2 separate regions of the Gossypium hirsutum genome follow, and region 2 is linked to region 1. The links are chromatin contacts, called in public Hi-C maps. All regions are on one chromosome and are shown on one strand. Each heading gives the region's core, a stretch centred on a gene start, on an enhancer-like site or on the middle of the called end of the contact. The rest is flanking DNA. Distances are from core to core; before and after follow the strand shown.

Evidence for each region. Hi-C and Micro-C count contacts between places; a contact is called where the count stands out from the background.
Region 2: a Hi-C map of leaf shows a contact between it and region 1, with 3 times the contacts expected there. The contact joins the promoter of LOC107948578 here to the promoter of LOC107914412 in region 1. A contact is called at or near these places in 8 of 34 Hi-C or Micro-C datasets (callus, fibers and leaf).

The regions. Positions count from the first base shown.
Region 1 is chrA04:18,388,330-18,393,386 of Gossypium_hirsutum_v2.1, forward strand. LOC107914412 (RNA-binding protein CP33, chloroplastic) reads right to left here and starts at 2,864. Exons shown (of 4, transcript XM_016843325.2): 1 at 2,267-2,864; 2 at 2,046-2,147; 3 at 1,236-1,544; 4 at 780-1,153. The coding sequence starts at 2,722. The coding sequence ends at 1,037. It overlaps LOC107917372 (nuclear transcription factor Y subunit A-10), which reads right to left. Exons shown (of 6, transcript XM_016846730.1): 2 at 4,954-5,048; 3 at 4,803-4,874; 4 at 4,389-4,529; 5 at 3,983-4,227; 6 at 3,721-3,853. The coding sequence ends at 3,721.
Region 2 is chrA04:18,840,822-18,845,878 of Gossypium_hirsutum_v2.1, forward strand. It overlaps LOC107948578 (putative phosphatidylglycerol/phosphatidylinositol transfer protein DDB_G0282179), which reads left to right and starts at 2,629. Exons shown (of 4, transcript XM_016883186.2): 1 at 2,629-3,120; 2 at 3,326-3,427; 3 at 3,588-3,748; 4 at 4,820-5,052. The coding sequence starts at 3,021. The coding sequence ends at 4,927.

The sequences.
Region 1 (5,057 bases), core at 1,614-4,113:
TAAATTTTATTTTAAAATCTTTTCAACTTTCGACATCAAGACATTAATTAATCAATTAGGTACCGATTTTAGGCGTTACCAGGGTGCTAATCCTTCCTCATACGTAACCGACTCGCGAACCCGTTTTCTCAAATTTCGTAGACCAAGATCATTGTTTTAGTAAATCAAAATATTTTATTAAAATGACCAAATTTCTAATTGACCTGATCACACCTAAACAAAAAAAGATTGGTGGCGACTCTCAATTTTCGTTTATCATTTTCAAAACTAAAGTCGACCCCCGTTTTTTTTTTAAATAACAAAAAATAGTTTCAACAGTTATTATCACTGTTCCTCCCAAAGGAATTCGTATACCTTTTACATTGAGAAGTTTCTCTGTGTCATCTCTCCAAACAAATTTATCATTCTCCGCCAATGAAGGATTGGTCTAGCCAGAAGTTCACTAAGGCCCCTGTCCTGTCATCAAGATGCGTACTCAGGATGCTGATGTCCCGGTCTTGACCGAAAATTCTCAAGACCAAGACCACACCTTACTGCTCCATATTGGACCCCCAAGGAATCCGAGGGGTTTGCTCAAAAGAAATCCGTGACATTACTCAGCTAGAACACTTGCAGGTATTTCTGGTTGCAATTTTAGGTATTTCGTGTGTTATGCAAATCATGGTTCATGGGAATTGCCCAGAAATTTATCAAGACCCAAAGTTCATAATTGGCCAACTCAACCTTAGTGCAACAAGAAAGAATCGAAGTGACTATTTAACCAAATAAGAATGGACGTCTATAGGAATTTTTACTTTTGGAATTGTCATAATATGCATAACTCAAACAATGTAGAACTACATATAGTCCAAAATTTAGAAGTCGAGTGAATCATCTCCCTTCTCTCTATGATTTACATGCAACACATTTTTAATCAGTTCTTGAATAAGGTGGAAAATGATATTTATGGAAACATAATCTGGAAGTGAAAGGTAATATATCTGCATAATTTTCTAGATCCTCCTTTCAAAATCACCTATTTGTTTTAGTATACCTATCAAACAGTGACGCTTGAAACCAATTCGCTCCTCTCAAGACTATTTTCGGCAGGCAAAGGAGTACGAGGAGCTCTATCTGCAGCCATATTTAATCGTAGAGGTCGACCTTCAACCTCCTACAAGCGTGACCATATTGAAACACACATTAAAAAGGGAATCAAAACTTCAATGCTGAGTTATTCAGTAACTGACTCTTACCACTCCATTCATGGCAGTTAGAGCAGACTCAACGGTCTCTGCTGACTCGAAGGAAATGAATCCAAAACCACGAGACCTTCCCGTGTCCTTTTCATAGATGACTTTAGCACTCAACAAGCCTGGCTGGCTAGCAAATGCGTCTCTGAGACCTTCTGAAGTGACACGCCAACCTAGGTTTCCTGCATAGATCTTGTAAGGGCTGTCGATAAAGCTTGTGTAACTTCTCCGAATCCTTGGTCCCATTACTTCCCTCTCACCTCCTTTTGGGACCTCCGGGAAGTTCACCTTCACTGTCCGACCTCCGACTTGCTGTTAGCATTTAGGAACAAACAATTTACTAGTAAGTCAAAATGGAATATCCCACAGAAATGGTGCTCCAAAAATCAAATAAATACCCTTCAATTGTAAACCTAATAATCATATAATCTAATTGAATCTGACATTAAGAGGATGGAAGAGTAGAGGGCTTTTGTGTGGTTCTAGGAGTGTTGATCATTAGAAGAAGATGAATCATGCAGGATCCAAATATTAGCTCTTTAGAGCAATATTTGCTCTGATGTCATAACAGATAAACATAGTTGATCTAAGACTAAGTTGAGATAATGATTAAAACCGGAATTCAAACGGAAGTAGTTCCAACAGTCAACATCAAATGTTTAATCAGGCAATGCAAACAAATTAGTGATAAAAAAAAGAAGAAGCTACTTTATGGTCTTTTCGTCTATACATTTATAATATTTCATTGGGAATTGAAGGTTCAAGCGATGGTTAATGTAGAAAGTCAAAATAAAACTCTATTATTGAACTTACAGATCCATCAAACAGTCTAATTGCTTCTTTGGCCTCATCAACGCTCCCCATTGTTACAAAGCCAAATCCCCTGCTCCTATCCGTAACTCGATCATAAACAATCTATTAAACAAAATTAAACGAGAAAAAACCATTAGCCAAAGAAAAAAAAAGAACAAGGAAAATAAAGTAGGATAACCCAAAATCGAATGGTTAAACAATAAGAAAAAAAATCCACAAACCTCCACTTTAGCAACACTACCAGCCTCACTAAAAATCTCAGTTAACTCAGAAGAAGTCATTGAATAAGGCAAATTCCCAACATACAACTTTCCTTCTTCACCGCCAGACTCTGAAACCTTATCTTCTTCAGCTTCCTCTTGTTGTGGTTGTTCTTCAAGGTCTTGAGATTCTGTTTCTGGGTATTCTTCTCCACTGCTTTGGTCATCTTCAGTAACTTGGAAGCTGTCAAAAGCTGCTGAAAAGCAGGGCAGACGTGGGAGAGATAAGTTAAGAGACAAAGGAAGGGAATTGAGGCTTTGGGTTTTGAGGTTGGAAGGTTTTAACTGCTTAGAGCTAAGTCTTGAAGGAAGGAAGTGAATCGATGAAGAAAAAAGAGAGGAGGGTTTGGTGTTATTGTAAAGTGAAGAAGAGACAGCTGCAACACCGGCTGCCATGGGGAGTGTAGGAGCTGACATATTTCTCCAAAGAGAAGAAATGGATGACCAATGGAAACAATGAAAAGAAATGGGATATTCTAAAAGGAATTAAAATGGGAAATGGCTGGAAGATGGATAAGGTTCGGCAGGATTTTTTCTGTCTTTCCATTGAAGTGTCCTTAGTTGGTGTTGGTCCAGAATCTGGATTATCAACTTTGGGTTGGATTCTAGTTGGGCCACCTGAAACTAGTAAAACATGAACCCATTATATTTCTTTACGGATTTTCCTTTGCAATTTTCCTTTGGTTTAATAAATAATTTAGTATTGTATTTGATAAAAATTAAATATTTTGGTTCATAAAGGTAACAGTGTTAACTTTTAGTATTGAATTCAGGTTTTAGAGTTGAGTTGATAAAAATTTATAGTCAACCTTAAAACTCGAATTAAATCATATCAATCATATTATATATGATAAACTAAACACAAGATTAAATAAATTCACAATTAGTATTAAATTTATTTTATTAAAAAAATTATGAAAAATTCAAACTTAATAATATTACCAATTAACTTCCATTAAATTAACCCTAAAACTTGAATTAAACACTAAATAATTAACCTTGTTACCTTTAAGTACCAAAATATATAACTTTGATCAAATACCAAATTGGACCAAAAAAATAACACAAATACCATATTAAATGGTTTCATTTTCATTTTAACTACCAACAATAATCCCAAGATCATACGCGGAATTATACATGAGGAAGCAAAATGGTATGGACAAATTTAGCACTTCTCAAAGTAATCCAACGAAGTAGATCAAGAATATAATATAAAACACATCTAATACCACAACCATAAAGATTATTTCACATATACCTACATAATTCCGAGTTAGGAACTCCACAATTCTAAACATTTAGGATTACAAAAAAAAAATAATAATAATAATTAAACAAACTTTGAAGTTTTCTTTCTTGTTGGATCAGTGGAAACACTCCATTTATATAGTCTGACTGATCCATTATATATCTTATACTAGGTTTAATTGAGCATCTTCCACCATACCTAAGAGAGCAATGGCGTTGAGAGTGGTAAAGAAGAGCTTTAAGTGAGACGAGCCAAGAATGATTTGCCTAGCAACCGAAACCTGATCCCTTTGGTTGCTGCAGGGAAAGTGGGAAACCGAATCCCCACTAATCCCCCGAGAATCAAATTTTCAGGTTGCAACAATACTTATCTGCTATTGCAACCCACTTGCTGAGATCCCCCCTGGAATACATGCTGCTGCTCACCTCTCTGACCCTGAAAATGTTGAGCCTCCTCCATTTGGTTCCTTGTACGAGTTGATGGTTCCACTGTCAGACTGTAGGACTTGAGAAATTTGTGAGCCTGTAAGCCGAGAAAGTTGCCCTTCATTAGCTTTCATCATCTGCATTCCATCTTTGCCGGTGTTTGAACTTTTTGTGTTCAAGAAAAGGCCTCCATTTCCCCTTGGATGACGCACTGCGTGCAGATGGCGCGAGTAGTGCAAATATGGCTGTAGGACAAAAGCATAATCTAAATATTTCATGCAGTTTTCAAGTCAAGAACCATCTAGTACTGTTTAAATATACCATATCCAACTTGTCTCCACAAAAGCTTGGGCCAAAACTTTCCCAACTAAAGGATTCAGAAACCAAAAGAAAGAAGATCATATACCTTCCGAGCTTTAGTCACTTTAGTCTCAAGTGCAGCCTTTGCACGGTATCGCCGACGCCTAATGATTCCATTGTACTGCCTGGCATTTACGTATATGGGTCCGTCCTCAGTAGCCAAGTTCAACGGCAGCATAACACGACCCTAATTTCATACATTTGGGTTACATGAGCATTATATAGATAAAGAACATTTCGACCATGGTCATGAGGGTTAGCAAGAATTAAACAGATCCAGTTATAGATGATTTGGAGCTATCTCTCAACCGTAGAGCATCCATTGCCACATATGTGGCTCATAATCATTTGATAGATCAGAAAGAAATAAGCAGATCCAGTGCCATATATGACGATAAAACTCCAGCAGTATAATTAATTCAAGAGAAGTTGTTAGGTAGAGAAAATAGAAGAGACAAACCGAAAATTGAGGTCCAAAAGTAGGGAAAACTCCATAGCCTTGATCCATTAAGTAAGGATATTTTGCACAAACCTACAGTTTTTGAGTCCAAAAAGGTTATTATTATTAACAAAGGTAAGAAGGTGAGATGAGCCGGTTTATGGAAGATTACCATGGGCTGACCAAGTCCATGTTCCGACTGAAGTGATTGCTGCCTAGAGATGATTGCCTTAAGCATTGGTTCATCCCCTGAATCATTGCAATCACCTGAAAGAG
Region 2 (5,057 bases), core at 1,379-3,878, 450 kb after region 1:
ACCAAGTGATATTTATCCACCAATGATAATAATTCGCCATAATCGTATGTAAGAGGGTATACATACATTCTATTGGCATGAAGTTTGTTCACTTTAACCATAGGGTGTGACCCTGTAAGTTCTTTTAACGTTGGTAGAAATACTAGAACCTTTCTAATGTTACAAGCAATGAGTGGCATCTAGCAATGCATCATTGCTACCCAAGTTACAAGAAGTTGTGATTCGACATAACCTTTCTGTGATAAACTTTTCATGTAGTATATCCTTTTATCCTTTATATCTAGATTGGACACAAGTCATGGTTTAGTCACACTTGTATAGTTCAATCTCATATTTCTTGATATTTTGAGGAGGTTGCAATAAACAAATAAGTGTGATATCTCATGTTAACTTATTTGAGCATGGCCATGCGTTTCTCGTCTTACTTCATTAAGTGGCCTAAGATATTACTCCCATTATGTAGGAGGGATAAATCCTATCTTGATCCATCATATCCCACTACATGGATTGTGGTAGATCCAACATTAGTTTTTATAGTTCAACCTATTACGGTAGACGTTTGACTACATTAAAATATACAACTCACGATGTTGGGACAATGATGATCTCAAGTATGAAGATCATATACATCGTTATCACTATGAGTAATTTTGTGACTATTACATAATAATCCAAGAAACATACTTATGATGGGTTAGTCCAGTATGTTGATCTCTAACACAAACTCATGTATTGATTTTGACATCCCTATGTCAATGACAACACTTTGTCATCAATCAACTACACATTAGTCTCAATGCATTATTATTTTCCAAGCCCACAATAATACTTGACTGAGGACCTTTTAAGAATAATCATATTATTCTTAGGACCTTATTATTGATCAGTTTATACACAGAAAAGAAACTGAAATAACAATGGCAATACCTTATATTAATAAACAAGGTAAAACGAGTTTGTAATTACAACCATCTCATGATTGGTCTTCAGGTATACTTTAACATAAAGGACATTAATGATGTGGTTAGTTGAAAAGTATTTATAAGTACCAATATGAGAAAGAGGTATAGACTCACCATTTGACAACCGAATAAACTTGTGGTTAGAATCATAAGAAATTGAAGAATCTATGCATTGTAAGTCAAATATCATGTGACCAGTAGCTCCTGTGTCCAAAATCTATTCTAAAGATGTGCTTTCAACATTGTTGTAGCTAGAAATCATACTTGCGAAATTGACAACCATATCAATGGAAGGCTCTTTATGCAAAAGCTCAAGAATCTACTGATATTGTTCCTTAGTGAATAGTGGAGTGACTTGAGCTGATATAACATCTCATTTTTCTACATCAGAACTAGTAACATTGTTAGCTTTTTTCTTTCTAAATTTGTGCAACACCTCTAATTCTAGTATAGTAAAATGGTACTGCTTTGGGACTAAATACAATGAAATTATGTGGAAATCTGGAGGTGGAGGTAACAATGGTGGTGAGGGGGAATGGAAGAGGAAGGTAAATCTTGAGGATCAAACTAAGACCATTTAGAAATTTTGAGGGTTAATTTTTTAAAATTATGACTAAATCGTAAAATTTAAGGGCCAAATTTATTATTATACCGATTTTTAACACTAAATTTATTATTATATCGATTTTTAATTGCCGCTTCAACTTCTTGTCAGAGATTTAACGACACTTAATGAAAATGGACCAAAAAAAATAATCTCAATTAGTTTGGTGATCAAATTAAAAAAAAGATTAATATTTAGATAACTAAAAAAGAAAAGGAGCAATACTGGGGTGACCTGTTGTATAATTTATCCTAATTTATATGTAAACAATTTGTTGATTTTTTAAATTTTAAAATAAAAGTGATTATGTTTTATTTTAAAAAGATTGGATAAGAGATATGGTTCCAATAAAATTGAAAAGGACACAAAAAGAAATCAATATAGAATTATCATGTATAAAACTTGAAAATTTTAGATCAATATTTTCCTTAAAGAGAGAAATTATTATTTTGGAAGAAAAATATTTAAAATTTAAATATAATAAATTGGTAAAATATAAATTATTATTTTTATTACTAAACTTATCATACAATTAGGAAATAATTAAATATACAATTGGTATTTAAGTTTAGTTTTAATATACTAGTTGATATTCGAATTTATCTCGACAATTATGATTATGACATTATTATTTGAAATTGAATATATATATTTTTGTAAATTATAAATTTTAATGTGACCCAATAAATATTTTTATTATTTTGATTTTGATTTAATATTTTTATAAAAATTATATTTTCTTTGATTTTTAATATATTTATTTTTATAAAACGTTATATTTTTGTAGTTCTTTGTATGAAAAAAATATAAAATTTTCTTTTTTGATTCTTTATAAAACTTTATAAAAATATTTTTAACTCTTATTTAATTTTTAATTTTTAATTATAAAATTTATGAATATTAGAAATATTTTTTTTAGATATAAAAAAAATCGGATTATGACAATACATGGTTGAAATATTCAAAAAATATCAACGTGGTTTTGCATAGTATCAAGTACCAACTTTGGCAGGGAAATGAAATACAGGTGTACTTCAATAGGAATGAAAAACAAAATTGGGTATCAAAATGCACCTTAAAGTTAAAACGCAAATACCAAAGAATAAAAAAGGAGAAGGAAGCCTCTTGGTCGAAGAAACATAAAAAGACACCGCTTCTTATTAAAATAATAATGAGAATCACCTAACAGTCACCGCCAACCAAACTGCCAGTCTGGTTTGTCTAAGTAACAAGTCGCTCCCCGTCAATCGTGCTGACCAAAACAGACCAACGGCCTAGATCACCCCCAATTTCTCCAAACTGCTGTACTAAATCTTTCTTCTCCCCACCATATATTCCCCCTTCATTTCCAGCACTCTTCTCTCGTCCCTAATACCAAATCAATCCTCAAAATCACTGCAAACTGAGATTTATATACATATCTGAACTTTAATTTTCTGTAAAATCGAAACCAGATGGAGATGATCCAGTACAACCGGTTCATCGCACCCCTCTTGCTCCTCTCGTTGATTCTAGTTGTTCCCTTGGCAGTCGCCACCGACGTTAAATATTGTGGTTAGTTTCTCTAAGCCCTAGGTTCGCTGCCCTTTTTTTTTTTAACTAAATTGTTTTTATTTTATTAATCGATGAAAATTCTATTATTTGTTTACCGAGGAAAATTAATGATGTTATTTTTTTTATTTTTATGAAATTAGCTCTCAATATTAGGATGTAACTTTTTAGTTTTTGAATCTAAATAATAATAATAATACAAATGCAGATAAGCAAGGTGAGTATGATGTAAAGGTTCAAGGTGTTGAAATTTCGCCAAACCCGATCGCCAGGGGTCAGCCTGCTACCTTCAGTATCGCAGCAACAACAGGTAACTTATCTATGTTTTTCAAATAATGTAATTGTTATCAGATGGTAGCTTTGTGTCGGTATATGATGATTGATGAGGCTTGTTGTAACATGCGACCAAAGTGTGTAGTACTTTAAGCTTGTGATTGAAGGTGGGCGTTGTTTTCTATAATGATGTACAGGTGCAGCTATCGATGGGGGGAAACTGGTGATCGAGGTTTCGTATTTTGGATGGCACATTCACAGTGAGACTCATGACCTTTGTGATGAGACATCTTGCCCTGTCTCAACTGGTGATTTTGTGGTTTCTCATTCACAAGTTTTGCCCGGATATACTCCTCCTGTAAGTCTGAAACTTATGTTGATTAATAGTTGCTGAACGGTTGGATTTTCTTTTTAATTTTTGTTTGCATCAATATTCTAGCATAAGCAGAAGAGTTAAAACACTGTCGAAACTTTTTGTCTAGTTCTGGTTGAGTGTGCTTTATGTTCAGGTATTTTGAGTTGAAAGGAATATATATATGCATATATATATATATACGTGCACACACATAAAGGAAGAGGGAAAAGGCTTTTCTTTTCCTTTCAGAGTAAAGGAAAAACAAAAACAAAGGATTGAAGATCAAAATGAAAATCAGAACAATTAAAGGCAATATCGTTGTTCCTTCCCTTCTATTTTGTTCTCTTGCAAGGAAATAAATTGGGTTTTTATGGGATTGGAACTATGCTGAACCCTTCCTTCTCTTTGCCTCATTGTATTCTCATCTGGTTAAACTAATGCAATGCTTCAGACTCCCTTTACTTCAAGTTTTTTAGCAACCTTTTCGATCATGCAAAATATGTATTGGTGTTTTTGCAAGAATTATCAAGTCATAACAGGTTCAGTTCTTTCCAAATTCTTTTGAAAACAAATTTTAACTCATAACAGATTTGAGTCATCATTTTCAGCTATACAGTTGAGTTTTGGTTGTTTGCCTATATCCCAAGCTTTGTTTCATCGATTATGATATATCACAAGCTTACTCACTGCAGTAGGCTTGTTTTCTCAGTTTATTCTCACAACTAAACAGTGATTTATGTATGTTCCAAATGCAAAGAACAATCAGGGTTTCTGCATGCGTTTTTTTTGGTTAAAATGGAAGCCTTTTTGACTAAGATTGCTCTTCATTTGCTTAGAAATAAGTCCCTCGTTCTTTCATCTATTGTTATTTGTTTGACATAATATATTGGAATTGATCGTTGCTTGTTGAGAAGTCTAAAGTTTGCATTTATTTGTGAGATCAATCAGCAACAAAATCGAACAATTTTGATTCCAATTGGCAGCCTTTCGAGGTCAATGAGATGTACTGTAATAAGGGATTCACCACAATCAACCTTGGATTAATTACATCTGATAAGTTTTAACCTTATGCAGGGCCCGTACTCTCTGAAAATGAAGATGTTCGATGCAAACAAACGTGAGTTGACATGCATCGGATTTGATTTTAGCATTGGGTTTGCATCATCTGTGGCTGATAGTTAAACATTAGGATTTAGAACACACGTTAATGGCCATGTAAAGTACTCTATGCTGTTATGTTCTCTATATGCCTTGTTGGATGAAACCGTTATCTGGTTCTTTAATAAATTGCTCGACATTCCGTAGGATATTA